Linked DNA regions of Mus musculus: all the other regions are linked to region 1. A link is a contact called in public promoter capture Hi-C data. All regions are on one chromosome and are shown on one strand. Each heading gives the region's core, a stretch centred on a gene start, on an enhancer-like site or on the middle of the called end of the contact. The rest is flanking DNA. Distances are from core to core; before and after follow the strand shown. Region 1 holds the start of Osgepl1 (O-sialoglycoprotein endopeptidase-like 1). Region 2 holds the start of Mars2 (methionine-tRNA synthetase 2 (mitochondrial)). Region 3 holds the start of Nabp1 (nucleic acid binding protein 1). Region 4 holds the start of Mob4 (MOB family member 4, phocein). Region 5 holds the start of Pgap1 (post-GPI attachment to proteins 1). Region 6 holds the start of Stat1 (signal transducer and activator of transcription 1). Region 7 overlaps Stat1 (signal transducer and activator of transcription 1).

Region 1 (3,875 bases), core at 523-3,022:
GCCAAGACAAGGTATGAGATATTTCTACAGCAGGTTTTGGTTTGTCTGTTGTTTTCTTTTTTGAGACAAGTCTCACTGAGTGGCACTGGCTGGCCTGGAACATCTGCCTACCTCTGCAGTGCTGGTATTAAAGGTGTGTACCATAAGGCATAGCTATTTATCGTGGTACTTAGTGGTCTTATACAATAGAAAAGAATTTAACTATTAAATTTTGACTTTTATACATGATAAATGGAAAAGAGTGGTGACATTTTTCTTTAAAAAGGCAGAAAATGACCCAAACCTTTGCTACTTACTTCAGATGAACCTGAGTTTGGGAGTGCAGTGCTTCCCCCAGCACATTCCCAGTTTCATCCACCACAGCCGCTCCTGTGTCATCACAGCTGGTTTCAATTCCCAGGACCAGTTTATGACAAGAGAGAGTTCTGGGATGAACACTAAATCTTCTTAAAAATCCATAAACTTTACTCTTTGGGGGCTTGGGAATAGCTCCTGCTGTCCTTCTTAACATTAGCATATTTGTTACTCTACAAATACTTCCTAGAAAAGAGTTACAGAAATATTATGTCATTTGCAATGAATTCATTTATTTAAACAAAATAATGAATGTTATCTTATTTTTTAAGTATGCAGACTTCAAAATTTTAAGAACATTTGTAAAAACATTATCAAAATCTTTTAGAGGTCCTAGAAATCACTAGATAGGAATAAATCAAATTTTGCAAGAGAAAAATGAGAAGCATATAAAATGATTATAATGTATCAAGTTGAGCACCCCCAAAGTGAAAGAAGCTCTAAAGCACGCTACCACCTGAGTTGTTAGTGGAAACACAAAAAGTACTAAAAATATTATTGTATAAAATTGCCTTAGCTGTGTTTACAGGATGCAAATGAAACACGAATTTCACATCTATACCTGGGTTTCATCCTCAAATTGGTCACGAATATGGCACATCGCAAAATTAAAAAAAATTTTTTTTTGAAATTTGGAACACTTCTGGTCCAGGCATTTTGGGTAAACCATGCTCAACACGCACTTTATACAACAGTTAATGTTATAGTATAATAGTTATGTGGACAGTACTACTTAAAGTGATGTTAAAAATTAAAGGCAAATAGAACAAATCAAAAATAAAGGCCTCCCATTTATTGACTCCCCTCTCCCCCAGAAAATAGTGTACTGCATTTGGACAGTTTATTAAAATATTATGCTCACTAATCAGGATTTAATTTTGTATTTTGGAAGCAAGCCCTCTCATAAAGTTCATTGTAAAAAACAAGCAAAAACCCCCGGCATCTCTGCAAAGACAACCGTAAACACTTATCCAATCTTCGGATTCACATCTCCACTTTTTGTAATAGGTTCACCACCCAAACCTCTTCCTAAACCCTTCTCCCCACATCAACTCCTCCCCAAAAGGTAGCAATCCATCCATCACTAAACATAAACACTCTAGTATTCCCACACTGCAAGACGTGTGGAATGAGCAAAACTGGGGTTAGAAATACAGTGAACGCGTCAACTGGGAAAGCAGACCTGCAGTGACTGGGCTGAGAGTAAACTACGCGCAGATTTCAGTCGTGAGCTCCCACAGCCTCTCCAGAAGAATTAGTTTTGGACAACACAGCTGGAATCTGTTGCTGGAAAGCAACGGAGTCTCTGTTGGTGGTGAGCAAAAGCTTGGGACAGGAAAGACGTGCGCGGGAGCAGTCTCCATTCCCCTTAGGAAACTGCGGGCGCCCGCACTACGCAGGCGCCCGGAAGTGACGTCACCGCCCTTGGGCCGGCGGTCCTTCTCTTGTCTTAGTAAAGAAATGCTTAATAACTTCTTATAGCCCCAGGCGTTCCTGCCAGGTTTGTGAATACCAGGTCTTTTACTAAGTCACGCTGATAGCGACTCATGAAAAGGTGTCCAGATTCAGTAGATCTCACTGTGCCCACACTATGCCGCATTTAAGGAAAGGGTTCTGCCCTCCGTTAGAACTTTGCTGCCACCAAGAGAAAAAGGGTAGGATTTACTGTCATTCTATTTTAGGAAAGCTGTCACCAGACTTAAAAGGTAGTGGCCTGAGAAACCTTCCATTTTCATGGGGAAAGTATTTTCATCAGAAGTCAGAACACCCGCAAAAACAGCACTTGATTCTCAGTGAAGTGTATTTGGTTGTACAGTTTAAACAACTGCTGCATTTATCATCCCAAGTGAAGCACCCATGGCATTCTATAGCCCCGGATTACTAGGTCAGCTTTCAACTTTCTGTATAGCATGTACTAATTATTGCATCTTGCTTTGTTTTTGTTGGTCTGGTTTGTGAACCTGTTAGTACAATCAAATGGATGTATTCCAAATCTTTCCTCTCTACCTAAACTTTAAAACTGTAGCAAGCAAAGGCTTTACAATGCAAGGCTGGGAAGGGCTTGGATCTTTGCTTTGATGAGTTAAAAAACCACCACCACCACCACCAGGTAACTCTTCTCACAGACTTACACTAAACTCTAGGAGAAGGTACTAGTAAATTCATAATTACAATATTGAACTTACTTTTAAAAAAATTGAGACTTTTTTCAACCTGTGACAATAAAGTAACAATTTTGTGCCAGCAGGGTCAGGAACACATCCAGGAGATACTGTGCTTGGTGGCCTCATTTACAGATAATTGGGCTGCTAATTTTGAATGAATTTAGTCACAGAGTTAAGTGCCTCTGACTAACACAGAATGGGCCAGGGCAACCTTGAGTCTGGAACCTGTTTGGTTAAATACCAGAAGTCAAACTCATTTGTAACCTTCAGGTGAATTTAATAGGAAGAATTTTACAATACTTATACCTTACGTGTTCCACTTAGATGCATGTACATGTGTATGAAATATAAAAATCTATGATTCAGGTTCTTGCAATGTTGTCCAGAACTCGCGGACTTCTTTTTGTAAGCCTCCACAGTAACTGGGACTACAAATACCCACTCCTGTAGGCCTACCTGGACTTTATCACACATTCATCCAGACTGTTCCTTTATGGCAGGTACTTTCTTAGTTGTGAGAGCTAAAAACTTAAGGTTAACCCTCGATCTTCAATGCAGATAATTGAAAGGTAGAGAACTGGAAATGCACACAAAGTGGAGTAACCTGGAGAAGGCTGAGTGGTTTGAATGGCTGTATCTGTAGCCTGGCAAGATCATGACCTAATTCCTTGGTTTCTGCATCTGATTCCTCTCCAGGCTTTGGCTTGGAAGTGACTGGACTCTAGATTACTGAGTCACACATCACAAATTGCTAGAAAACCATTTAAAAGTCATCAGAACTTGTTAGTTTATTAACTTGTGAAAAAATGTAATAATGTTGGAGCTAGGATAGTGAGTCTGCTGGTCTCTCATCTTTGTTTTCAATAAACCACAATGAAGATCAAATGAATATTATATGAAAGCAGTAGATATAAACTCAGTGCTCTTAATGGCTAATATTTCAAGCTTGAGGAATTGCTTCCCACTTGAGTCACACACCAGCCTCAAATCAGTCATGCATTCTATGGCCAGCTGCCTTTCTCCTTTCCAGTCTTCTTTACTAAGCAATTCCATCTTTGATGTGAGAAAAATCCTTGTACTATAGGAAATACTGTTCGTCTGGTTTCATTTTTGGAGGATTTTTCTCTTACGTTTGCTGAGGTATTATACTTACTTTACAACTTGTCCTTCAGGTTATCTTCTTATGGCAGATAACCATAGAGAGAACCAAGAGAGAATACATGGTCTGAAGAACCCTTGTTGTTTATACTCTTCACTACCATTGATCTCCAAAAGTCATCTTCCCCAAAGTAAAATTTAGTAGCTGGTAAACATTAATACTTCAATCTTGGCAACAACTATTCTCCTCTGTCTTTA
Region 2 (3,875 bases), core at 975-3,474, 1.9 Mb before region 1:
TTCAAAAAAAAAAAAACCTCTTTAACAGGAGACTCTGTTTAACAAAGTAGGGCTGACATGTAAAAACAGAGCAGGGACTTCCAACCCTAGATTTAGTTGAAGAAGGGGCTGTGTTAAATTAGCCTGGGGAGCAGAAGCCCTGACCCTGGGTTGGGAGAAGGTGCAATGAGAAGGAAGTGTCAGCATCTTCCATCCTTCTCTTGGAGACATTGGTGAGCAAGAACAGTGATTAATGGCACTGAGAAATGAAAAGGACTGGGTTAGAGAGACCTGAATCGTTCTGTTCATAAGGACATAGTTTATGTGCTCATTTGATACATACTCTTTAAGCATGACTTTACTTAAAAACGCAAAAAGAATACATTTGATCTTTTACTACCAGTCAGTAAGAGCTGAGTTCCTAGGTCCTGTGGGCTTTCACTAGCCGAGTCCTAGATTGGTCCAGTCTAGGAAACAAAAGCCCAGTGTCAGGTCCCAACTTTCTCCCCTCAAAGGGGCATGGGTGTCCATAGAATCGAGGTAGGAAGTAGAGCTCTCCAAGGCCTCTCTCTGTGGTAGAGACTCCCAGTCTTGACAGCAGTTTATCTGCTAAGTTTGGAGTAACAGGCTGAAGCAAAGTTCCAAACACTCGCAAGCACTCCAAGGCTACGTGAAGCACGGTACCCAGCCAGGGAGCATCCTCAGGGCTCTCCCAGTTCAATTTCCATGGTGCGTGCCTTTGGACGAAACCATTAGTTTGCCGAACACAGCTGGATACCGCCTCCAGAGCCTTATAGATCTGAAAGTCATTATAATAGCCCGCTACCAGTTTGGGTAAAGTGGCCACTGCAGTTACAAGCGCATAGTCTTCTGCCTGCACACGAACTGACGGCCCCGTTAACCCTGGCTCACTGGGGAAACAGGCAGCACAGAAAGATGGGTAGGTTCCAGAAGGATTTATTCTGTAGGCAGTGCACCGGTTTAAAAGCCCTCCTAAGGCATCTGCCAGCTCGGAGTCCAGCAATTTAACCACCTTTTCATCATAGTAATCGCAGTCCCAATTGGGAACGCCCTGCCGAAGGAGAAAGTAGCGAAAGCCATCCACAGTATAGCGATCAAGGCAAGTCCTGGGATCCACCACGTTGCCCAAGCTTTTGGACATTTTTTGGCCACTCACCGTCCAGTGCGAGTGGACATAGATGCGATGTGGTGGCCTCAATCCTGCCCCTAGGAGAAGGGCAGGCCAATAAATAGCATGAAATTTGAGAATGTCCTTACCTATGATATGAGAGGTGGCTGGCCACCAAGACTTGAAATCTGCATCTGGGTAGCCAACTACAGTGAGGTAGTTGACCAGGGCATCCAGCCACACGTAGATGGTCTGCGAGTCGTCCCCGGGAACTGGTATGCCCCAGTGCAGATGGCTACTCCTTCGAGAAACGGACAAGTCGGGCAGCTCCTCCTCCAGCCACTGAAGAACTGCCTGGTGGAACGGTTCCGGTGTGATTGCCTGAGGATTGTTTCCAAGCCACCGCTGGAGTGGTTCTCGAAACTGAGAAAGCTTGAAAATGTAATTTTCTTCCTTCGTCCAGGAGACAGGATGTCCGCTCTCGAGAGACACGGGACAGGGATCCCCGGACGGACCCACCTGCCGAGTAACCTTGGCCTCCGGCAAGAAGCACTCATCCGAGGCACAATACCACCCTTCATAGATCCCTTTGTAAAGCAGACCCCGGGCCTCCAGCACACCCCAGAAATGCTGCACCGCTACTCGGTGCCGAGCCTCCGTGGTGCGGATGAAGTCCGTGGAAGAGATGTCAGCCTCCCGGAAAAGCTGCAAAAACTGGGCAGACACTCGATCGCACAGCTCGATCGGGGCCAAGCCGGCGGTGGCTGCCGCCTGCTGGATCTTCAGGCCGTGCTCATCCGTGCCGGTGGAAAACCGCGTGGACGCAGAGCCGGGAACTCGGAGACGACGGTGGCGGCACAGGGCGTCGGCCAGTAGCGCCGAGTACAGGTGCCCGATGTGCGGCGCGGCGTTCACGTAGAAGATAGGTGTGGTGAAGTAGGCCCGCGCTTCCCCGGCGTCGCCACTAGCGCTCGGCGAGCACGAACCGTAGCGGCGACAGCCGCGGCCGAACCGGGTGCGCGTCAACACCCAGCGAGCACACTGCCGCAGCATGGTGACAGCCGGCCCCAGCACTGGAGGCGGTGTTCCCGAGCACGGGAAAGGGCGCGTGCGCAGCTGGACGGTACCGCCGCTTCCGGCGCGGAAGCCAATGAACGGCAAGCGTTGACTCCTGCGGCCCCGCCCGCAACTCCCCCGCCTCCACCGGTTTCCTGCAGCGCGCAGGGGCGGGTGGCCGGCGGGAGTTTTTGAGTAGTCGGCTAGTGGGTTCCGTGTCAGGGCAGTTGGGGAAAGAAGAGCGTATCCCGGGTGTTGTGCAGTTTTACTCTTTGAGATCTGTTCTGGATCTGAACTGAACTGATCGGTTCTGGACTGAACTTGTTGGCAAGATTTTTATATTGAGGTATTTTCCAAACTCATTAACTGTCAAAGCAGGGCACAAATCCGGCCTCTTGGTATCCTCTAGTCAACATAGAAAAACCATTTAAGGTTTGTCTCAGAATCTAAATAAATCTGAAAGAAAGGAAAATAATTTCACAAAGCGCTTTAAGGAACGATAAGCACTGGCAGAAAAGGAAATGACGTGTCTGAACATGTTGCTGAGCCTTAAGGATTGATTTGAGAACTCATCCAGGGACTGGAGTGCGGAGTCACAGGTGTGCAGATAAGGAAACATTAACTTTCAGCTTTATTGTACAAAACAAGTCACAATTTTCTCCTCTAATAGTCTTGAAATTCTTCCAAGACTGAGCTTTGAGAATGAAATCCTAATTTTTAGCAGGAGAGAATTTTAAAATCCCAAATTTTTATTATTAATCCTTGGCTCACTGCATATTTTCTCATCCACAACTGGCCTCCCCACCCCCATTTAATTTAAACAGTGTATATATGCACATACTAAAATGAGATTGGAACACCTATAAACCCTCACCCAACCTAAGTACTGTTAGTGATTCTCAAAGAATGGTCCCCAAAGCAGCATGAGACACACCAGGAACTTAGACATCTGAGGCCCATTCCCTACCTGCTGAGGCAGAAACTGGGATCTCAGACCAGCAATCTAAGCTTTACTTAGCTCACCAATGGACTGTGGTGCACATTAGTGTTTAAGTTAGAGATGAGCTGCAGTTGAGATCTGTGCGCTGTGTCCTTCCCTCTCTTCCAAGAGTAATAGTGCCCTGAGGGTTTGGTTTTTGTTTTTGGTTTGTTTGGGTTTTTTTTTGTTTTGTTGAGTTTTTTGTTTGTTTGTTTGTGTTTTATTTTTTTGGGTTTTTTTTGGGGTTTTTTTTTGTTTTGAGACAGGGTTTCTCTGTCTAGCCCTGGCTGTCCTGAAACTCACTGTGTAGACCAGGTTGGCCTTGAACTCAGAAATCTGCCTGCCTCTGCATCCCAGGTGCTGGGATTAAAGGCGTGCACCATCCACTGTGTTGCCTACTTGAACCGGGTACACCTGGAGAGAGAGAGAGAGAGAGAGAGAGAGAGAGAGAGAGAGAGAGAGAGAGAGAGAGAGAGAGAGAGGAGAGAGAGGAGAGAGAGAGAGAGGAGAGAGAGGAGAGAGAGGAGAGAGAGGAGAGAGAGGAGAGAGAGGAGAGAGAGGAGAGAGGAGAGAGAGAGAGGAGAGAGGAGAGAGAGAGAGAGAGAGAGAGAGAGAATGGAGCCAAGACAAAGGTCCTGATCAAGGCCCACGAGTTTATTAAGAGACCGTGCTTATAAGGGGGAAGGCCCATCGCCCCCCCACCCCCCCCACCCACCCCCGCCAGGCTTCTTG
Region 3 (3,875 bases), core at 940-3,439, 1.8 Mb after region 1:
AGGGACAGAGGGACAGCCCTGTGCAGTAGCTTCTGCTTTTTAGAGTGCCTGCTTCTCTCTTCTCTTCTCTTCTCTTCTCTCTCTCTCTCTCTCTCTCTCTCTCTCTCTCCTCCCTCTCTTGGCATGCAAGTGTGTTCTATTGAACATAGTTTTTTTTTTTTCATACCATATATTCTGATTATATCCCAACTCCTCCCAGATCCTCCCTTCCCATCTAAATTCACTTTCTCAGTTAGAAAATAAACAGGAATCTAAAAAATTATAATAAAACAAACAAAACATAAGGAAAAAAAAGCACAAGAATCAGATGGACACTGTGACACTCTTTCAAACACACAGAAATAGTACAAAACCAGAAACCATAATATACAATCAGTAAGGACCAGTCAAAACAGTCCCAACGAGACGTTAGGAGACAAAGAACCTCCCAAAATGTCACTGAGTTGTTTTTGTAGCCCAGGTGAAACTGTTAGAACTAATATTCATTTGTGAGCCGTTAATCAGTTGGAGATGTCTTCTGGTTTGGGGATAGGGTGCATGAGTCTGTCTACCTCTCCTCTCAGTGTTGGTCAGCCCCGAGAACCCACCTAGGGCACACCCCTACAGGGCCTGGTCTCTTAGTGTTTGGGACCTCTTTAAGGAATGTGTATATAAATAATTCTGAGCATCCCTCTTAGTCCTTTTTATGAGGGCAAATGGTTGAGAATTCAGGGAGTGGCTAGGTCCCCCACCCCACCCCACCCCACCCAGATCCCTGGCCACAACTTTGCTCTATTATATTGTTTGTTTTTCAAGGCAAGGTTTCTGTGTAGCTCAGGCTGACCTTGAACTCACAGATTGCCTGAGATTCCTGAATGGTGGGATTAAAGGTGTGCTTCACCTCTAGGCTGCTCAATGTTCTTAACATGGCTTGTTATTTATTCTTAAACTTTTCTCTATGCTGTTTCTCGGTATTATCCTTAAAAAGAAAAAGAAGTGTGTTTTTGATATATACATTTTCTATTTTCCACAGTATTTGCTTATATGATTCTCTAACATGCTAGAATATACTCTGCTGTTCCCATTTCTTCAATCTGTTTTGGAGGGTTACAATCATACTACTTAAACATAAAATACTTCTGGTTGAAGCCTCCTAGGGTCAAGATTGCCTAAATTGAAATCCAGTTTGGTTATTCTCTAGTGAGTTTTATTACTTGTAAACGGGGGTTAAAATTATCACTCACCATGAGATTAAATAACAGGTAATTATTTTCAATAGAAAATTGATGAAAAGAAATACTGATCACAGATCTATTTGCGACTGTACTTGGGCAATTTATTTATGACCCCATTTTATCCTCTATGAGGCAAGGATCCTAGTTTTATTGTTCAGATTGTTAAATTCTGGCTAGGAAGCTTAACCAACTAATTTCAAGGTCACACAATTAGCCTCCAGCTTGTTTGGTGGCAAAGCACAACCCTCCCTTTCAGGTTTTGTTTTAAGGTTCCCCTTCACCAGTGTATGGTTAACTCATCTTAGTTATATAAAAGCCAAGTGCAATTTAAAGAAAAGGGTTAAGGAAAAAATGAAATATCTGTGGAACTTAACTATGTATGGCTATTATCAGCATGAAAAGAGGTTTATTTACAAGTTACTTTTAAAAAGACCACCTCGTGTTTCTGGATCCCAATTTAAACACCTCTAAAGTACGAAGGTTGATCGCCAAGTTGCCTGCGACTGGGAACCACTCTCTTGGAAGCCTCGGACACCTTTAGTTCGCCCTTTTTTCTCTCTCCTTGATCCTGCTCGATCACTCTCTCCGTTCCTTCTCAACTGCATACTTGCTCTAACCACGGGGTTCGGAACATCTGAGTTCCACGTGATCGCGGGACTGAAGGGCAAAGGTGGCCTTACTGAAGGATCCTGAGGAATTAGAAGAAGCCAGGTCTCCCTCGGAGCACCAAAAGACCCAGCCCTACAGAAACCCGGAAGACGTGGAGCGACCAGCGGGAGGAGGGTGTGGCCGAGAGACCATTGGTCGGCCGGGAGGCGGTGCTTGTGCTGACAGTAGGGGAGGATCCAGGGAAGCTGCGAGCTCAGTGGCGCTGTGTTCCGCCCCAGAGGCGTGCTAGTGGGCGTGGTGACGTCGCGTGACGCCACAAGGGGCGGGGCGCGGCTTAATAAAGCCGGCCTGAGGGAGCGTTCGCCAGTTGCTGCTTGGGACGCGGGCTGCGCGGTTGGTGAACAGCCTTGCCGTTTTGCTGTCACGTACCTTCCCTGAGCCTGGGACGGAGGGGGCGCGCGCGTGTGCGTGTGTTGTGTGAGGGACAGCGGGACTCGGGCAGGGCCGTCTCCTGATCCCTTTTCCCTTAGCGGAGGCGGCAGTGCGCACGCTGGTTTGCTCGCCGCCCACTTGGGAGCGGGCTCAGGGTGCGGAGTGCGTCTTCGGTTTTGTTTTTTGGTTTTTTGTTTTTTTTGAACTTGTGAGAGTCTTTTTCCCCTCCCTTTTCCATTTTTATTTTCTTTTGGCTCCGTGCCTCTAGGGCTGGTTTACCCGGCCCCTGAATTACCGCTTCCTGACCCCGGTCGCCAATCTTGCCCCAGGTTGCTCCCCGGCTCTGCCCCTGCCCCTCCCCGAGGGTGGGAAGCCTTGCCTAGTGGGTCTCTGAAGCGTAGCCGCACCTGCCTCAGTATGCACGGGGTCAACGACCCTCCACTTTTTATAAAAGACATTAAGGCCGGACTGAAAAACTTAAATGTCGTCTTTATTGTCCTGGAGATAGGTAAGTGAGGTCCGCAGCCCGCCCCACACCCTCGAGAGCTCGGACCTCTTCCCCGCCCGCGACCCCACGTGCTCCTGGCCCAGAATCCTACCCGGGGACAGAAGTCAGTCACGTAGCGAGCCAGAGGAGGGTGAAAGAGCTCCCTCGAATGAACTCCTTATCTAACACACCTTTCCTTCTCCCCTTTTTGATTTTTAAATCTTCACAGGACGAGTGACCAAAACCAAAGACGGCCATGAAGTGAGATCCTGCAAAGTAGCTGATAGAACGGGAAGCATCACTATTTCTGTGTGGGATGAGATCGGAGGGCTCATACAGACAGGGGATATTATTCGGTTGACCAGAGGGTAGGTGTGCATAAATTGGGGTAGGTGTGGGTTTGGCCGACTTCGGGGTTCTGAAGTTGTTTGGCTCTTCCATGGGCCACTTCAAGAAGGGAGCTGTTTTAGTGGACCTCACTGGGAGCAGCTCACCTTCACAGCTAATTTGTTTTAGGTAGGGATTTAACTCCCCTCCAATTTTAAAGGTTAATTTTATTTTTGAGAATACCGTGTGGAAGTCAGTGAGCATTTATCAGTGAGGCTGATAAAAGATCACATTACCCTTTCCACCCTTTCTTGGAGACTGGGTTTTTCTGTGTAGCCCTGGTTGTCCTGGAACAATTCTATAGACTAGTCTGTCCTCGAACTCACAGAGATATACCTGGAAATCAGTTCTGTGTGCCACACCAGTTGGACACATTTCCTTTTTAATCAGTTCGTGTATGAAGTATAATGTCTTCCACCCCTTTCCTTTTTTGGTACCTTTTTTTGTACTCAATACTCATCGTTGTGATATGGACATGAATGAATATCTGGAATACTCATTCTTGAAAATGATTTCATCTGTAAGATCAGAGTTTCACAAAACCCAAAATAATACACAGTGGCAGAAGTTAATCTTTGATTCATTCAGAGTATTTAGTTGGTTATGGAGTTGGAATACTTTTTTTCATAGACTTGAAAATCTTACCAAATGTTGGCCTTAAGAAAAGTTCAGGAAAGAATCTTAAAAGTAGAATATGGAAGCTTCTGTGATTGGGAGAATTGTAATAATTTTATTGGTAGCCATCA
Region 4 (3,875 bases), core at 440-2,939, 1.8 Mb before region 1:
ATTGTTTTTAAAGGAAGCCATCACTTAAAAATTAGAAAAAATGTTGCCTATGCACAATAATAGTTATCTGAAAACAAGAACCCTTAGAAAGAAGAGTTGTTAAATAGTAGAAAGTATACATAGTATACAAATTTCCAACCCAATCAAGGCAAACTGACAGCTCATGACTCAATGGTTTTTGACTCAAAAGCAATTCTCTAGGGCTAGAGATGTAGCTCAATTGATAGGTGTCATTCCCCAACACTGTATAAGCCCTGAATGGTGGTATGTATTGTAAGTCTAGCCCCCAGAGTTTCGGCAAACAGAGTCCAAGGTCACCTTCAACTATATAGTATAATTCGAGGGTAGCCTGACTTTGAGAACCTTCAAAATCCATAATAAATAGCAAGTCTCTAAATTGGATGTGTGTGTATGGGGGAGGCAGGTGGATCTCGGAGTTCGAGGCCAACCTAGTCTACAGAGCTACTTCCAGGAAAGTCAAGGCTACACAGGGAAACCCTTGAGAGAGAGAGAGAGAGAGAGAGAGAGAAGAGAGAGAAGAGAGAAAGAAGAAAGACAAAAGAAAGAAAAGAAAAACAGTAACTCTCTAAAACTCAGTAGCATTAAGTATTTTGATTTCCACTTGACCCTAAAAATTACATTTTAACAGAAAAAGTTTACTCAGTACACGGTAAGAGGCAGCAGGCTGGGCAGCAACAAGAACACAGCCTGCTAAAATTACATTTTAAACATATCTCTTTTGATTTTAGAACTTCTACTCAACGACTCAACCCATTTCCAAAGGCTGATTAATCCTATCAAGTTTGAATGTCAACGTGGGTGGTTTTTTTTTTTGGGGGGGGGGTCTTTTCCGTTCTTTTCTGTTCTTTTTTACTGTGAAGCATCCCTGGTTTGCAAGTCCTAAGAAGCACCAATTTACTCCCCATAGTGCCCTACTATTATTTTGATGTATATAATCAGTTCATTCCGACTATTGTCCACGCGCATTAGCATGAATATACGCAAGGAATGACATGTAACAAGTCACAACCTGGTGCCGAAAACTTGCTGGACCAGAGAACAGCTGCAGGGAAGCCGAAGGGAGTGGTGGCAAAGACAAACAACAGGAGGATAACGCAAACTAGTGCCACCTGCATCCGGCTAGACCAACTGGATGGAGCCGACCGGCAGGTACGTCACCGGCCAAGCTTGCTCCCGGTGAGGTGGGCAGTGTTTACAGCCCTCGACGCCGGCGGTCCCGACGCGGGGACAGCCCCCTGGTCCCCAGCTGGCCCACCCCACACCCGGGCGCCGTCAGCTGCCACTCACAGCAGGCAGCGCAGCAGCAGCCGCTGGTGACAAGCGTCAGCCCCGGGCCTCGGCGAACACAGCGGGGTCCTGCGTCTAGCAGGCCTCCAGGGCGGCCGGCGCCGGCTCGGCTGCCTCCGGGGCCGCGGCTCCGGAAGCGCAGGCCAGCCACCGCGGCCACGGCCCCCACCCGCTCGCCCTGGCCTCTCCTAGACGGAGTCCCGCCAGCAGGAGAGCCCCGGCTCGGCCCCGCCAACTCTGTGACAGGAAAGCCGTAGGGACGATACCTGCGCCTTGGTGCCTGGCCTGTTCCGCCTCAGCACTGCCGTCCCCTCCGCCATGACCATAGTGCCAGAGTCTGGGCGGCTGGCGTCGGTACCCGGATGTGGGGGCCGGCAGCTTGCGCGGGGGGCGGGGCACGGCGGGGCTCAGCGCTGCGGCGGCGGGGAGGGGCGGCAGCCTGCGGAACAGCCGCCGCCCGCGCGGAGCACCATGGGAAGAGTGCCGAGCCCGCGGCTCCGGCGGAGGGAGGAGCACAGAATGAACAGCCGGCGGAGCTCCGCCGAGGCCGAAAAGGAAGATGCGACCGGAAGCTGGGGTAGAGAGCCGCTTCCAAGGTCTGTGGTGCAGGTGACCCAAGCCTGCGTCACTTGTGGGTGTTTGTCCTTCAGCTGTCTATAGACTGGAAGGGCAGTTTGCACAATAGTGACCATCTCAGAAAAGCGAAATGAGAACATAATTCTCCACCCCAGATAATCTGGTAAATTTTTATAGAATCTTCATGGATTAACCCAATCTAGAATCAGATTGGCTGGGTCGGTTAAAGGGAAGACAGGAGGTACTGATAAATCTTGCTTCTAGGGTCCTCTTACTGAAAAGCCAAGGACTCTTTCAATGACAAGTTGGTTTCCGTAGATAAAAGACTCAATGCTAAATTAAAAAAAAAAATGCCCATCATGAGATAGAAAGCGCACATCTGTTATTGTGTGTTAGAGTTAAAATAAACTCACATTTTTGCAAGTCGGAAGCAGGAGGAAATGAATAGCCCTTGATGGCTTTTATGAATTCTGTATCTTAACAAAATTCCAAGTTTCTCGTGTTTTTAAGTGTGATGTTTTTTGTGTGTTTTCTTTTGTTGTTGTTTTGGTTTTGTGTTTTCTTTTTTTGGAGACAGCGTCTCCCTGATGTTCCTTGAATTTAAGAGATTTGTTTTGAGTGCTGGGACCAACGGAGTACACGGCATGCCCGGCCAGGCTTAGGGGTTCATGTGTAATCCAACCCAGGTGATCCCACACCTTTTTCTGAATCCCTTGGGCGCATGCAGGTAAAAAGCTTACACACATTAAATAAATAAGCAAGTAAATAAGCAAAACAGTTAAAAGAATTGTTTAGAATTCAAAGCCAGCATGGGCTACATAGAGAGTTCCAGGCCAGGCAGGGCTACAGAGCAAGACTTAAATCTTCTCTCAATCTTTCCCAAAATAAGAAAAAAAACACAGCATTTTTACCAGAATCTTTTTTTTTTCCAAACAAGAAAAGTTTGTTTTGGTTTATAGTACCATGGGACACCTGGTGAGGAAGTTGTGGACACTGGGTAAGTGCTCTTTATAACTTCAAGAGCATGGGGTTCAGAAACAGAGGTCTTAAGCTGGAGGCAGAAGCTGGTATCTGCATCAAGACCCGCCCAAAGTGAGCCACTTCTCAGAGCTGGGCCATGGTTAGAATTACACAACCTCCAAATCGAATCTCAAGCTGAACACCAAGTGTTCCAACATAAGAGCTGCGGCGGGGCAGAGTGGCGCCTTTAATCCCAGCACTCAGGAGGCAGATACAGGCTGATCTCTGTGAGTTCAGAGTATGCCTGGTCTACAAAGAGAGTTCAAGGCCAGCCAGGAGTATGTAGTGAGACCTTATCCTTAAACAACAACAATAGTAAGAATGAACGGAGGAATTCCCTTATTCAGATTGGCCTATGGATATGCCTAGGGAGCCCTATCATTATTAATTACTGATGTGGGGGGCTCAGCCCACTGTGGGTAATACCACCCCTGGGCAAACTGACAAACCCTGGGAAACAGACCAGTGGCCAGTAAGCACTGTTCATTCATGGCCTCTGCTTCAGTTCTTCCCTCCAGGTTCCCACCTTAAGTTCCTGCCCAGCCCTTCCTCAGTGACGAATTGTTACCTAGAAGTGTAATAGGAAATAAACCTTTTCCTCTCCTAAGTTGGTGTTGGTCATTGCTTTGTCGTAGCAACAGAGGAGCAATGTGTCTGAATGCATATGACATGTGTATGCATACAGCTGTCCTTGGAAGCCAGTGTAGAGTGTCAAGATCCCCTGGAGCTAGAGTTACAAGCAGTTGTGAGCTGCTTCATTTGGTTGCTCGAACCAAACCTCTAGAAGGACAGGATTCACAAATTCTTTTTTTTTTCTTAATTTTTTTATTATTTAAATGCATTTTATGCATCAAACATATTAAGAATATGAAGTATTTTGAGAATCAAATAATACACAAAATTGTTCAACTTTTATATTCATATCCTTTCATACCCTAAAAATATTAATGAATATTTAATACTATCCATAA
Region 5 (3,875 bases), core at 736-3,235, 1.2 Mb before region 1:
TAACATACTTTTCACTAGCATTGGGATTGTCAAAGATTATGGGGACTTTTGAAGTTGTACTAAATGTATCTGTATCATGAGATGGCTAGGATCCTAGAAGGTAATTGTTTAATAGTAACACTGACTGTCAGGTTGACAAGGGGTAGAGTTGTGAAGAAGGTTAATTTTGTCAACTGAATGGGATTTACAAAGACCTTGGAGACAAATCTGGAGACATGTCTGGGAGTGATTTTCTAGATTAAGTTAACTAAAATAGAAAAAAAACTCACCCTAACTTCCAAACCAGATAAAAATGGAAAGAGGGAGCTGAGCCCTAACATGCACCTCTCTTTGCTTCCTGTCTACAGCTGAAAACTGACCTGCTGCCTCAGGCTCTGCTGCCATAAATACCCTGCCACAATGGACGATATGTTGGAATTGTGAGCCAAAACAAACCTTTCCTTAAGTTGTTTGTCCCAGGGTATCATCACAGCATAGGACAAATAACTCCTATACCAAGGGGCACACCACAACATCCAAAACATACATGGTATGCCTTAAATGCTTATTAGCTAACTATTGCCCTGCTACTCAGTATTACCCAGACTTTCCTGGCCCTTCCAAATCTACCTCCATACCTCAAAGCAGCTCACCAGTCCATTTTCCCAGTCCTCTCTTTACAAATAGTCCGTATCTTGTAGCTAGGTGTATTTGCTTAGATATCCAAGTGTTTCTGTCTAGGGTTAAAAAAATTGTTACCCTTTTACCTTTGGATTGTAGCTTCTTGATGTGAATAGCAGGGTTTTGTATAAGATAAACAATTAGCTTCCTTTTCGGTCTTGAAATTCTTTGATTTCATGCATCCTATCCAGCTTTCCTCAAAATATTTGCTAGAAAATTAATCTAATAAAATAAAATTGAGTCAGTGCCAAAGATCATTCTAAGTAAAATTCTGAAGTTAGCAGCACGCACGCACGTGCACACACACACGCACACACACACACACACACACACACACACACAAAACTCATCTGCTGTCTGGTTAGCTTTAAGGGCTGACACCTCATAACATTTCAGCGTTTCGAAGCTGTTACAAGTATTATCAATGGGTTTAATTTGCTTTTTTAAAACCCCTTCCTTTGTGTAAAGACAAATGGAAATTCTTCAAAATGAACTAAGTTATGAGAAAGAGTGGAAGCTTGAGCAAAATTCTCTTCTAACGTCATTGTGGAACCAGTCCCCAGAGACATGGGGGACTTGGAGAGCACCTCAAGTCAGTGCCGACCTGGTCCTGCAGGTACCAACTGGGAACATCATGTTGGTAGGTATTTTTATATTGTTTTTTTTTTTTTTAGACTTCGTCTGATTAAGGCTTCCACCAAGAACAGGATTTCCTTTGACTGTCGTGTGTTTTGTTTCAATGAGCAGGTGTTGTTACTACCTACAGGGCCCAAGTCGGTGGTCTAAGAGGAAGGGGGAAAGCCATTTGTCTCTTCTGGAATCAAGCTAGTTGGTCCTTGAAGCGAAATTGCGGAGGCCCGAGATGGTTCAAAATTGAACAGGATGGGGTTTGAAACTGTTGCAGGGGAAGGTGTGCGTGACAGCCACCTGACACGCCTTTGATGTGCCGCCTCTCTTGGCCAGTTAGCTCTGAATCTCTAACAGTCTCTGGACTCTAGGGCGTTATCCTTGCCCCTGGCCAATTCCTGCGGTACCCACCCGGCCATTCCCTCTCCTGCCTCTGGGATCCCGCGCTCCCATCCCCCTCTCCCTTTCTTCCTCCACTCCCCGTCCCCCCGCCCCTCTCGCCCCCTCCCTTTTCTCTCCATGCCCTCCAGCCCAGCCCACTCCGCTTTCTCATTCCATTTTTTAGGCACACAATCTCGCTCACGCTGCAAACGCCCACAGCCCCCTCCTCCGTGGGCGGCACCGCGGGCCGGCTGCTCGCAGTTGCGCAGGCGCGCTGAGCGGCAGGCGAAGGGGAGGGGGTGCTGGCGGGCTCCGCGCAGGCGCGCGCTGCTCAGCTGGGCACGGCTTGGCACCGGAGTCTTTCCCTCGCTCTGTCTAGGCTGCCGAGCTTCTCCTGGTGTAGAGGCGCTCGTCTGCACCATGTTTCTCCACTCAGTCAACCTCTGGAATCTGGCGTTCTATGTCTTCATGGTGTTTCTGGCGACCCTGGGGCTGTGGGATGTCTTCTTCGGCTTCGAGGAAAACAAGTGCAGCATGAGCTACATGTTCGAGTACCCCGAGTACCAGGTACGGCCCTCCCTTACCTGCGCGCCCACACCTCCCGGGCTTCTCTCGGGCTCAGATGGAACGCTCCGACTCGGAGCTCTCCTGGCACTCGAAGTCTCCTGCTTCGTGCTGGGCAGGGCATCCTCGCCTCCGCGACCCCTCGTCCCCCACCCAGACTCCGGACCCCGACTTCTGACCGCCAGAGAGCCAGCTCTGGTCCCTCTCCCCAATCCTTATACTTCCCGGACCCTCCTTTGCTTGCAAGGAGATGATTTCTCTTCGCGCCCAGTGATGGGCGTGCGTCAGATTTCGCTTTTCTGGAAAGAAGCAGCGTCTTGCAGAGTTGCCAAAGCTGATTTAAAAAAGAGGCTCTGAGGTTTTACCTCTGGGTGAAGTGACAGACTGGCCTGATTAATAATTAAACTGAAAACTATCTAGTTTTCCTCCGGTGGAGAATTTTGCCGATCCACCTGTTCTGTAGGTTTTGAGTCCGTGGGTGTGTGAGTGTGCGTACCTGTGTTTTCGCATGCCTCTGAACAGTCAGTGACCTGCATAATCGATTACGATATCTGTTATAATCGGTTGCATGTACATTCTGGTGTTATTTTGTCTTCTCACTGGGTTTAACAGGATCTGCCTCCTCTTTCATCGCCCCCCCCCACCTCCTCTGTTCTAATTTGAATGCTTTCATTAATTGCTTCATTTGTTCCGCGTAGTAGAATCTAAAATTTCATTCATGACCAGCAGTAGAAAGAGATGATAACAAATTACACAGCTGTCAGGAGAAATTCCCTTTGGTGATATTTTTCTTGAGATTTCTAAATGAATCTAAATTTTGGAATATCTATTATAATAACTCCTATAAAATATGCATAATACATTTTGATAAGGTGCATTCTTAGTATACTTTTAGGATCATAGCAGATTTTTTTTTCTGTCGATAAAGAATGAAAATCAGGATTGAGTCTGTGTACAGGTCCTTATAGAGGGAGCCTGTTTGATGCTCTCTTATTTACATTTAAAAACTGAAGTTTAAGTTGCTGAGGAGCAAGCATCCTTTCCCATGGATATTTTCTAGTAGATGAGTTCCTACCTTGATTTTGCATCAGTGGTTATGAGGGAAAGTGAACACTGCATTTCAGATGCTTTTGGAGATTTTTAACAAGTTAGTGTTAATTCCAAAGCTAATGAACTGATATGATGTTGGCTTATGTTCATTAGAATCTTAATAGTTAAAAATAAGAACTTTAGGGTTTTTTTAAAAACTGAAAATAGAGTTTATTTTAGTTCTCTTTCATTGCCTATGATTTAATAATTTGAAAACTCGGTAATATTGAAGCAGGTCGCTTTAGTGTAGTACTGTATTCAGTGGTTACAATAAAATCATTTTGGAACAATAGTTTCCATTTATTTTTAGATTTCCCACAATTATTTGGTCTGTTTTAATATTTGCAGTAGTAGAAATTGCCTCCATGTTCAGAACAAAGCATATGGATCTCACAGATGGGCCTTGTGCCTCATGAAATTGACTAGAAAGAGAAAATTAGTGTCATTGAGACAAAAGAGCTAGTGGGCTTTTTTTGTCGGTATGTAGTTATTTTGGTACAAATTGCTGTTTTGGAGTTTGACACTTAATAATTTGTGTGCACAGTAATAATCAT
Region 6 (3,875 bases), core at 658-3,157, 1.2 Mb after region 1:
TTCTCATACTTGCACAGCTAGAACTACCTGCAGTAAGCCATGTTCAAGACCACACCTGAACTCATAGCACTTGGGAAAGCTGAGGCAAGAAGGCCACAAGTTCAAGGTCAGCCTGAGATGAATACTGAGCGCTTCTGAGGCTACACAGTGAGTCACTGGCTCAGAAAAAGAAATGTCTTTTTTTTTCATACAGCATTGCCAAATGCCATTTGAAAGAATAAAGTAATATTTGTCTCGTCAGATAAACATGAAGTCAGTTTTTATATTGTAATCCTAAAGGTTAAAAATTATAGCAATCCCTAAATTAAGGAAGTCTTGAGATAGAAACAAGTTACCTGTGACAATCATGTAACGGGATACACACCACTACACAATGGCACCACCACAATTCAGAGTGGGAGACTGTAGTAGCGCCAGACCTCTGAGGAAAGGTCTGTACTCTGATGGAGCATATGGGACTGTATGGATAAATACTTGTTTTCAAACACTCATGTGCAGGAATGAAGTCATGTCTGCTGCACAAATGCCCCTTCAAAGGATAATAAGGAAATGTCTACACTACAAAGCAAGCCGCCATTTCAAATACCATTGGAAAGGACTCCAGCCCACCACTGTGGCATGTCTGTAAACCTGAGACTGGCAAGACAGTCCTTAAACACCTGGCTCAGAGTCTGGAGTTGGCTCTTTCCTGTTTTCATGCCTCCAACAAACATTCTATCCTCCCGGTCTAGCCCGTTCTGCACAGACCACATTGTTTCCAACAATCTAGCAGAATTCCGTATAGATGGTACTTCTTCCTAAAACTGTCTATCCCTCCCACACATAACTTTCTTTGGCCTGTACCAGGCTGCCATTTGCACGGTTTTTAGCGCATGAACTTTCCACAGGAAGCTTGCTGTCTGCACGCATCAGAGCCTCTGAGGGGATATATTTTGCTATCAGCGTCCTCTGGACCCTACAGCGCCGGGCATATAGCCTAAGTGTTACTGAGCACAGAACCGTTTGTTCCGCTGAAACCTTGTATGTATCAGAAGGCGTAGGAAAGCAAAAGGCAAACCCCATGATGAACCTACAAGTCTGAGTCCTCATTGATCAATCAGGGCTCAAGTCATTCCTGCCAGATAAAAGCAATCTTCACCCATCCATTCACCTATCCCTAAACTTTTAGGTAGTGTTCGGGAGTATTTTAGATAGTGATTATACCATTAGTGGTTCTGCGGAACCTAAATACCACCTTTAAGTTTCAGAAAACCGGTAAGGGCTGATACATACTGAGATTCCAAATGCTTCCGTTCCCACGTAGACTTACTGGGCTGTCTCCGGGTGCAGGTTCGGGATTCAACACAAGCAATCACCACACACAGCAAGTTATATGCCAGTTGCATGCGCGGCGGCGTGGCGCCGGCTCAGGGTATGGAGCAGAGCTGAAACGACTGCAAAAAGAAGAAAATGTTACAGTGGTGGAAAGGGGCTGGAGGCAAGGCGAGCAAAGGTTAAGCGGGAAGGTGCAGTGTCTTCCGGGAGAAATGTCTATTGCACAAGTCATTTTACCCTAGAAGTGAGAACGGCAGGATAAGAGAGCCAAGCAGCGCCAAGAGTTGGGCAAGCGATCCGGCTCCTGGCGTTCTCTCTGCGGGATGACAGGTCACCTGTGGGCAGCAGACCCCAGGTCCGAGGAGAGGGCGCCCCACTTCCACCCGCACCCGCACCCGGATCCGCACCTGGCTCTCACTCACTCACTGCACGCAGGAGCTCGAGTCTGGGCAAATCTCTCTGCGCCGCTCAGCAGTGTCCCAAGTGGGTCTGAGGGGCGCGGTCCCGGAGGTCTCCAGGGAGCTTTGACAGACTCGGCGCTGAAAACCGAAAGTACCGGGCAGGAAAAAAGGCTAGAGGGCGTCCCGCCTCCTTCCGCCTCAGCCAATCAGCGGCAGAGATTGGCCGGCTGTTCCATCAGCGCACCGTCCCCCCCCCCTCGGCTGCTTGGCCTTCCTGGTCCGCGCGCTCCCTACCCGGCGTGCGAAACTTGGGGCGCCGCTGTGCGGTGCAAACCGCAGACAGGGGGTTGTGTTTACAAGGTTGGAAACTATAGGCTTGCGCAAGCTCAGTCTTGGAGATCCTGCATTAAGTAGGCGCATCACTGCGGGATTCAGAATTGGGGACTAGAGATTAACCTTCACGCTACTAAAGCCAGGGAGCTTAATTTACCAATTTGAAAACATTCAATACTTGCCTTTAACTCAGCAGCTACAGAGAACTTGCTCTTGCAGAGGACAGGGCTTGGATTTGCAGTGCCTGCGTAATGGTTCCCAACTCCAGTTCCAGGAGTCTAGTGCCCTCTTCGGACCTCCACTGACGTCAACCAAGCCTGCAAGAAGTACACATACACGCAAGCAAAACAAAAATGTCATGAAATAAAATAAATAATTCTAACTAATATGTTTAAGAAAAATAAAGCTTTACACAATTGACACCTCCATTACCGAAACTTTTGTCCCGCTTAGCCATCATGATGACAGGACCTCTTTGCTTCTTCCTTTCTCGCAGGACATCCCTCTGTCCCCCATCTCCATTATTAAACTACTAAACCAGAATGTGAGTCTCTTATCTACCCTTCTCCCGTTGTGCCTTTGATGACTGTCCCTGTAACTTCCATGTCCTGGAGCACTCCTAGATGTATACACACCCACTGCTTTCTTCCAAGTGTCACAGTTACCCTGTCCTTGGATATCTACTGAGTCTGTAAACCAACTGTACTCAAAACACAGGTTCCTCCTCATACCCCGTCTTAGTCTGGAACGGATGAGGGCCAAGCCATAGACGTTGCCCATTTAGTCCCGGACACTTGGTCCTCGAGCCTCGGTTGGTCTAGCTCCTGTTTCTACCTCTTCCACCACCCCGTCCTCTTACCTGGATCATTGCTGTGGCTTTTCTGGTGACTGCTTGACTTTGGCTTTTCACTCCCTTTTAATTTATCTGCCATACACTCATTTGGGTGATTTTTTTTTAAATCTAATTGCAATGCTGATCATGTCATGCCAATCTAAAAATTTCATGATGGCTTTTCTTGCTTGGTCTTAGACAATTCAAATTTCTCAATATATTCTCTAAAGCCATGTTCCCCTATCACTTTCTTTAATCTCAGCTTGTGCTACTCTGTTTTCATTGCTTAGTACAGCATTTTTATTCTTTGAATAAGCAAAACTCTTTCCCCAAACTCAATCTTCTCACCAGCAGTGTTCTCTTTGAAAAGTCCTCTAAGCCAACATCTGTATTCTCAAATTCTTTGAGGAGTCACTAACTCATGTTAAAATCTAGGATCAATTGGGTGCTGATGGCAGACAGCATTAATCCCAGTACTAAGCAGGCAGAGGTAAGCTGATTCCTGTAAGTTCGAGGCCAGCCTAGTCTAAAGAGTGAGTTCCAGGACAGCCAGGGCTACACTGAGAAACCCTGTCTTGAAAAACCCAAAATCAACCAACCAACCAAAGAACAAACAAAAACCCCTCAGATCAAATGTCACTTTTCTACATAGATATCACAGAGGACCAACTAGGTCTTCTTAGAATGCACACCTAGAGAATCAATTGTTTCCTTGAAACAGATGGAATTTGAATCATGCCTTGAACAGCACCACTTTAGTTGGCAAAAGATCTAAGTAATTTCCCAAGGATGTGTATATATGTGTGCACGTATATTATAGCCTTTATAGATGGATATAGTCTATTTTCTTGTCACACGTGCACCCTCACAAAGGCATCACAGAACTGACTCCTGGTCAAGATCGTCCACAAATGTCCCTGCCTTTCTTCCTGTTTGGTGGTTGTCTAATGACCCAATCACATTTGTTTATATTTTCTCTCAAGGTTTTCATATTT
Region 7 (3,875 bases), core at 440-2,939, 1.2 Mb after region 1:
GCCAGTGTTCACACTGCTTTAAGTCTCTATGGAGAGCCAGGCTGTGTGATTATAGGATATGCTACTTCCTTTCCACAGCTATTCCAACGGGCTGATCCTCAGCGACAGATTACAGACATGTGTGGCAGGGCGGCATGAGGGAGACCCTTCACTCACCACCTCCGTTCTGGGACCGTTCCACCCATGTGAATGTGATGGCCCCTTCCCGGGAGCTCTCACTGAATCTAAGCAGGAACGTCCCTGGCTGCTGGTCCTTGAGCAGAGCGCGTTCTCGCTCCTTGCTGATGAAGCCCATAATGCACCTGGGTATTAAAGAGATGAATGGAGACGCTTTGTGTTTCCCTCGTGAATTTAATTTTCCATTTTGACTTACAGTCTAAGAAACCTGCTGCCGCCTGACAAGAGAACATACTATGAAAATGTATGCTTTCAAAATGCTTAACTGGCACTTAAAGGGAGCATCTCACTTATAGATACATGTGCTAAGTAGGAATCAGGATGAACACCGACTGGGGTGTGGCTTGGTAAACAGGCAATGCGTCGTCGTCTGCTGTTACTTGCTGACTTTAAACACCACGCATGACAGTGTCTGCCTATGCATCTTGTACTGGGGACGCAGCCTCAGGTAACAGCGCTTCAGACACCATCACTGCTGGTCAACTGACAGGAACCCCGGAGATATCAGTTGATCCCTGGACTGAATGAGCTAAACACTTTTCTCTTTCTCTCTTTCCTTCTGTCTCCTTCCTTCTTCCCTTCTCTTCCCTTCCCTCTCCTTCTCTCCTTCCTTCCTTCCTTTTAACAAAAAAGACTGAGTCTCACTGTCAGCCGTGGCTGCCTGGAGCTTGCTGTGCTACGAGCAGAGATCAGCCTGCCTCAGCCTCAGCCTCAGCTGAAGTTAAAGATCTGCACTGCCCCATCTGGTGGTTTCTGATTCTTTATTAGGGCAGTACAGTAAATACTGACAATGTTTGTGAGAATGAATAAATACATTAATGACACTAAGAGGTTTTTGTTTTTAATTTAGCTTTTAAATAGATAGATCTAAATATAGATATCCTAAGACATGCTTAATCTCCTGAGGGTGTCCTTTCAAGGAGCCTTATACCAGGTAAGTGTGCATCTCTGAGCAAAACCCCTGCCAAATCCTGAAGGCCGGCCGGCACTCTGTCCCAGCCTTCGGAGCGCTCAGGGACGCTTACCCATCATTCCAGAGGCACAGCAGGTGCTTCTTAATGAGCTCTAGGATGGTGTCAATCCAAGGCCAGAAGGAGAAATTTTTATCATTAATATTTTCCTGCAAGTATACAAATGCACAATTGGTTAACCAAAGCACTGCTTTGCCCTGCCCCTCCAAAGAGACCCCAGATCAAGCAAGAGGGGCAGTCGTTCCTGAGTGGAAATGCCTGGCTGGCTCCCCCTGCCTCTTTCTGACTTGCTAGAGCTTCTCCCTCCTTGGCTCCCTTTCCCAAGAGCAGCACCCGGCAAAGGTGACTTCCCAGATGACTGGAAAACAAGAGTGTGCTCACTGTAGCAGAAGCCAGCATGAGCAGCTCAGCTCCTGCTGGCGAACCGTGCAGGGTCTCACCACCCTGTGCAGGTGCCCTCGAGCTGGGGTAGCTCTGCACAACTGCTCCGTGCACGGTTCCCACGGCCTTAGCCAGAGCCCTGCTGATTAAGAGGCTGGGGCGAGGGATGTGGGAGAGTGTTATCACTCAGGCAGGTGCTTCCTGCCGGCTGGTCTCGGTCGGTCTCTGCTTGCAGACCAACCTCCTGCCCTGTAGGAAGGTAAACAACTTGTCCTAGTGGGTGTGAGGGGGACACATGAACATGCCAGAGTAAGCAAACAACCCAGGGAGGACCCACCTTACAAAACCTTGTCCATGGAATAAGACCATCAGGGCCAGCATTAGGGCCTAGAAACAAACACAAAAACGAACAAACAAACAAAAATCGCCTTTTTACCAAACAGAAATTGATCTGCTGCTCTAGTTGGACTGAGAGCTCTTGTATCTATTGCAAAGGGTGACTACAGCAGAGGTGATATTCTCTCGTATATTAACTTGAAATGGGCCTCTAGTTACACAGGCTGAAAGGACCAACAAGCAGTTTAAAACCTACGAATGGTGGCTTTGTTTCACCCCCTTTATTTATAGGCAGGGTCTCCCCGTGTAGCTCAGTCAGGCCTCAAACTCCTTGCTTCCCATCCTTGCCTCCGACTCCGCCAGCCTGAGATGACAGATGCGCACCACCATGCTGCTGTCTGTTGGTTTGATTCCAACAGCATGAAGGAATGCATGGAGGATTACTGAGATCGGATTATGAAAGCGCAGAGGAAGCTGACATCAAGCCAGCCATCTGGTGCCTCTTAGCTCCTTTCCCAGAGAGCAGGCAGAGCTCTATAAACCCCACCCCAGGACACGCCCTTCCAGGCTGATCTGACTTTGGCATGACCCCTGTCTCCCTGAAGGCTCTGTGGAGAAGCCACCCTTGTCTCTACCCAGCACCACTTCCCGCTGTTCCTCTGCCTACATGAAGTCCCTCCCCACCAAAAGCCCTGCAGAACAAATGTGCAGTTCCAAATAAGGCCGAGATCTCCGGTGGATTTTATAAGCTCACTGTACTTAGATATATCCCTCAGCCTTCTCACAAATTGGACAGTTGTTCAAACTGATACAAGCCATAAATATAATTAGCCATATGAATTAATGCAGCATGTGGTCTGAGCTGTGTTAAGTCCACTACTTTGTTTAAGGGAAACCACTGATACGCTACAACAAGCAGGGAAAAAAAAATCCTTGTATCTCACCAAATGTGGAATACAGAACAAGGTCTGAGACCCTTGTTAATGTGCACAAGTGAGTGAAGACCCTTCCAGGGACATTCAGTTAAGAAAGACCCACTTCGACTACCGTCTGCATCACCCTGCTACACAGACCGCAAACCTGGACAACGGTATTGATGGAATTTTAAAGACATGCTTCAGATATCCGGTTCATTGGCAGGTTGTCGGTGATAAGGGAGGCTTTGACTTTTCATTGTAGAAGATGAATAAGCCTTCTGACATTAGCCACTGAGAGAGAACTGTCTGCCACGGGCCAGATGCCTGATCAGACAAAACTGTGGCTCTGCCTCCTGCAACAAGGGCCCAGCCAGCACAAGATCCTGGGGTTTTTAAGCCCAGAACTTTATTATGTAAGGGACTTTCCTCTTTTACTTCTAAGGACGTTAAGAGCTCATCTTTCTCATCAATATCTTATTTCAGGCTCATAATTTAAGAATTTCTCTTTAAGATCCTGGCTCAGACATAAGAGAACAAGGGTCATTGTTCCTTTACCAGGACTCAATGGTGTTTTCAAAGCCTTGATCTCACTTGGCTACAACCAGCTGTAGTTAAAAACCAACTGATTTTTTTTAGCACTCTTGTACCTCTAAGCATCAGAATAAGGAATGACTGAAGGAGAAGGCTGACTTGTGGGTGCGTGTCCAACCATACCCAGCAGCTTCTCTCCCAGCATGCTCAGCTGGTCTGCGTTCAGACCTCTCTTGGTGACTGATGAAAACTGCCAACTCAACACCTCTGAGAGCTGGGACCACCACGCGCACGGGGGGTTCAGGAAGAAGGAGAGATTCTGCAGAGAAAACACCCAGAGGCTGGAGTTACAAAGGAGCCACCTGCCACAGACACAGCCTGCCCCAGAGCTCACTGCTGGTTTCTGTGACACACAGGCAGTCACAGCCGGGGATGAGAATCCTCAGAAATTAGCAGGTTCACGCTTGTGAGTCTATTTATTTATAACTCCAAAATCAATACTTGAGGCAAGTTTGTGGCCCCAGATTGATGTTCCTGGCTAAGATAGAACAAAACAACATCC

The links. Promoter capture Hi-C pulls out the DNA fragments that hold promoters and counts their contacts. Capture Hi-C pulls out chosen DNA fragments and counts their contacts.
Region 2: a contact with region 1 is called in a promoter capture Hi-C map of liver, with 5 times the contacts expected there. The contact joins the promoter of Mars2 here to the promoter of Osgepl1 in region 1. A contact is called at or near these places in 1 of 39 promoter capture datasets (liver) and 1 of 9 other capture datasets (liver).
Region 3: a promoter capture Hi-C map of pre-B cells shows a contact between it and region 1, with 5 times the contacts expected there. The contact joins the promoter of Nabp1 here to the promoter of Osgepl1 in region 1. A contact is called at or near these places in 3 of 39 promoter capture datasets (liver and pre-B cells).
Region 4: a contact with region 1 is called in a promoter capture Hi-C map of liver, with 2.1 times the contacts expected there. The contact joins the promoter of Mob4 here to the promoter of Osgepl1 in region 1. A contact is called at or near these places in 2 of 39 promoter capture datasets (cranial neural crest and liver).
Region 5: a promoter capture Hi-C map of pre-B cells shows a contact between it and region 1, with 2.6 times the contacts expected there. The contact joins the promoter of Pgap1 here to the promoter of Osgepl1 in region 1. A contact is called at or near these places in 4 of 39 promoter capture datasets (the 3T3-L1 cell line, hippocampal neurons, liver and 1 more) and 1 of 115 datasets of contacts at active chromatin or transcription factors (astrocytes).
Region 6: a promoter capture Hi-C map of liver shows a contact between it and region 1, with 4 times the contacts expected there. The contact joins the promoter of Stat1 here to the promoter of Osgepl1 in region 1. A contact is called at or near these places in 7 of 39 promoter capture datasets (the C10 cell line, the HPC-7 cell line, erythroid cells and 3 more), 1 of 484 Hi-C or Micro-C datasets (muscle stem cells), 2 of 115 datasets of contacts at active chromatin or transcription factors (stem cell-derived neural progenitor cells and thymic regulatory T cells) and 1 of 9 other capture datasets (liver).
Region 7: a promoter capture Hi-C map of hippocampal neurons shows a contact between it and region 1, with 3 times the contacts expected there. The contact joins the enhancer-like site here to the promoter of Osgepl1 in region 1. A contact is called at or near these places in 3 of 39 promoter capture datasets (hippocampal neurons and liver).

What each region holds. Positions count from the first base shown.
Region 1 is chr1:53,311,521-53,315,395 of GRCm38.p6, reverse strand. Osgepl1 (O-sialoglycoprotein endopeptidase-like 1) reads right to left here and starts at 1,772. Exons shown (of 8, transcript NM_001285839.1): 1 at 1,538-1,772; 2 at 297-540. The coding sequence starts at 517.
Region 2 is chr1:55,235,526-55,239,400 of GRCm38.p6, reverse strand. Mars2 (methionine-tRNA synthetase 2 (mitochondrial)) reads right to left here and starts at 2,224. Exons shown (of 1, transcript NM_175439.3): 1 at 1-2,224. The coding sequence starts at 2,161. The coding sequence ends at 401. It overlaps Gm10561 (predicted gene 10561), which reads right to left. Exons shown (of 4, transcript NR_166489.1): 4 at 3,777-3,875.
Region 3 is chr1:51,476,713-51,480,587 of GRCm38.p6, reverse strand. It overlaps Nabp1 (nucleic acid binding protein 1), which reads left to right and starts at 2,189. Exons shown (of 6, transcript NM_028696.3): 1 at 2,189-2,763; 2 at 2,972-3,110. The coding sequence starts at 2,673.
Region 4 is chr1:55,129,059-55,132,933 of GRCm38.p6, reverse strand. It overlaps Mob4 (MOB family member 4, phocein), which reads right to left and starts at 1,689. Exons shown (of 8, transcript NM_025283.3): 1 at 1,575-1,689. The coding sequence starts at 1,634.
Region 5 is chr1:54,555,794-54,559,668 of GRCm38.p6, reverse strand. It overlaps Pgap1 (post-GPI attachment to proteins 1), which reads left to right and starts at 1,985. Exons shown (of 27, transcript NM_001163314.2): 1 at 1,985-2,235. The coding sequence starts at 2,089.
Region 6 is chr1:52,117,470-52,121,344 of GRCm38.p6, reverse strand. Stat1 (signal transducer and activator of transcription 1) reads right to left here and starts at 1,907. Exons shown (of 25, transcript NM_009283.4): 1 at 1,722-1,907; 2 at 1,273-1,433.
Region 7 is chr1:52,148,660-52,152,534 of GRCm38.p6, reverse strand. Stat1 (signal transducer and activator of transcription 1) reads right to left here. Exons shown (of 25, transcript NM_009283.4): 18 at 3,497-3,632; 19 at 1,867-1,916; 20 at 1,203-1,297; 21 at 157-302. Among named protein-coding and RNA genes, the nearest start is that of Stat1, 31 kb to the right of the region's middle. Within about 2 kb of position 1,689, at least 100 of the 459 cell types and tissues checked have an H3K27ac peak or open chromatin away from gene starts, as enhancers often do. A contact at or near this core is called in hippocampal neurons, where this site is marked.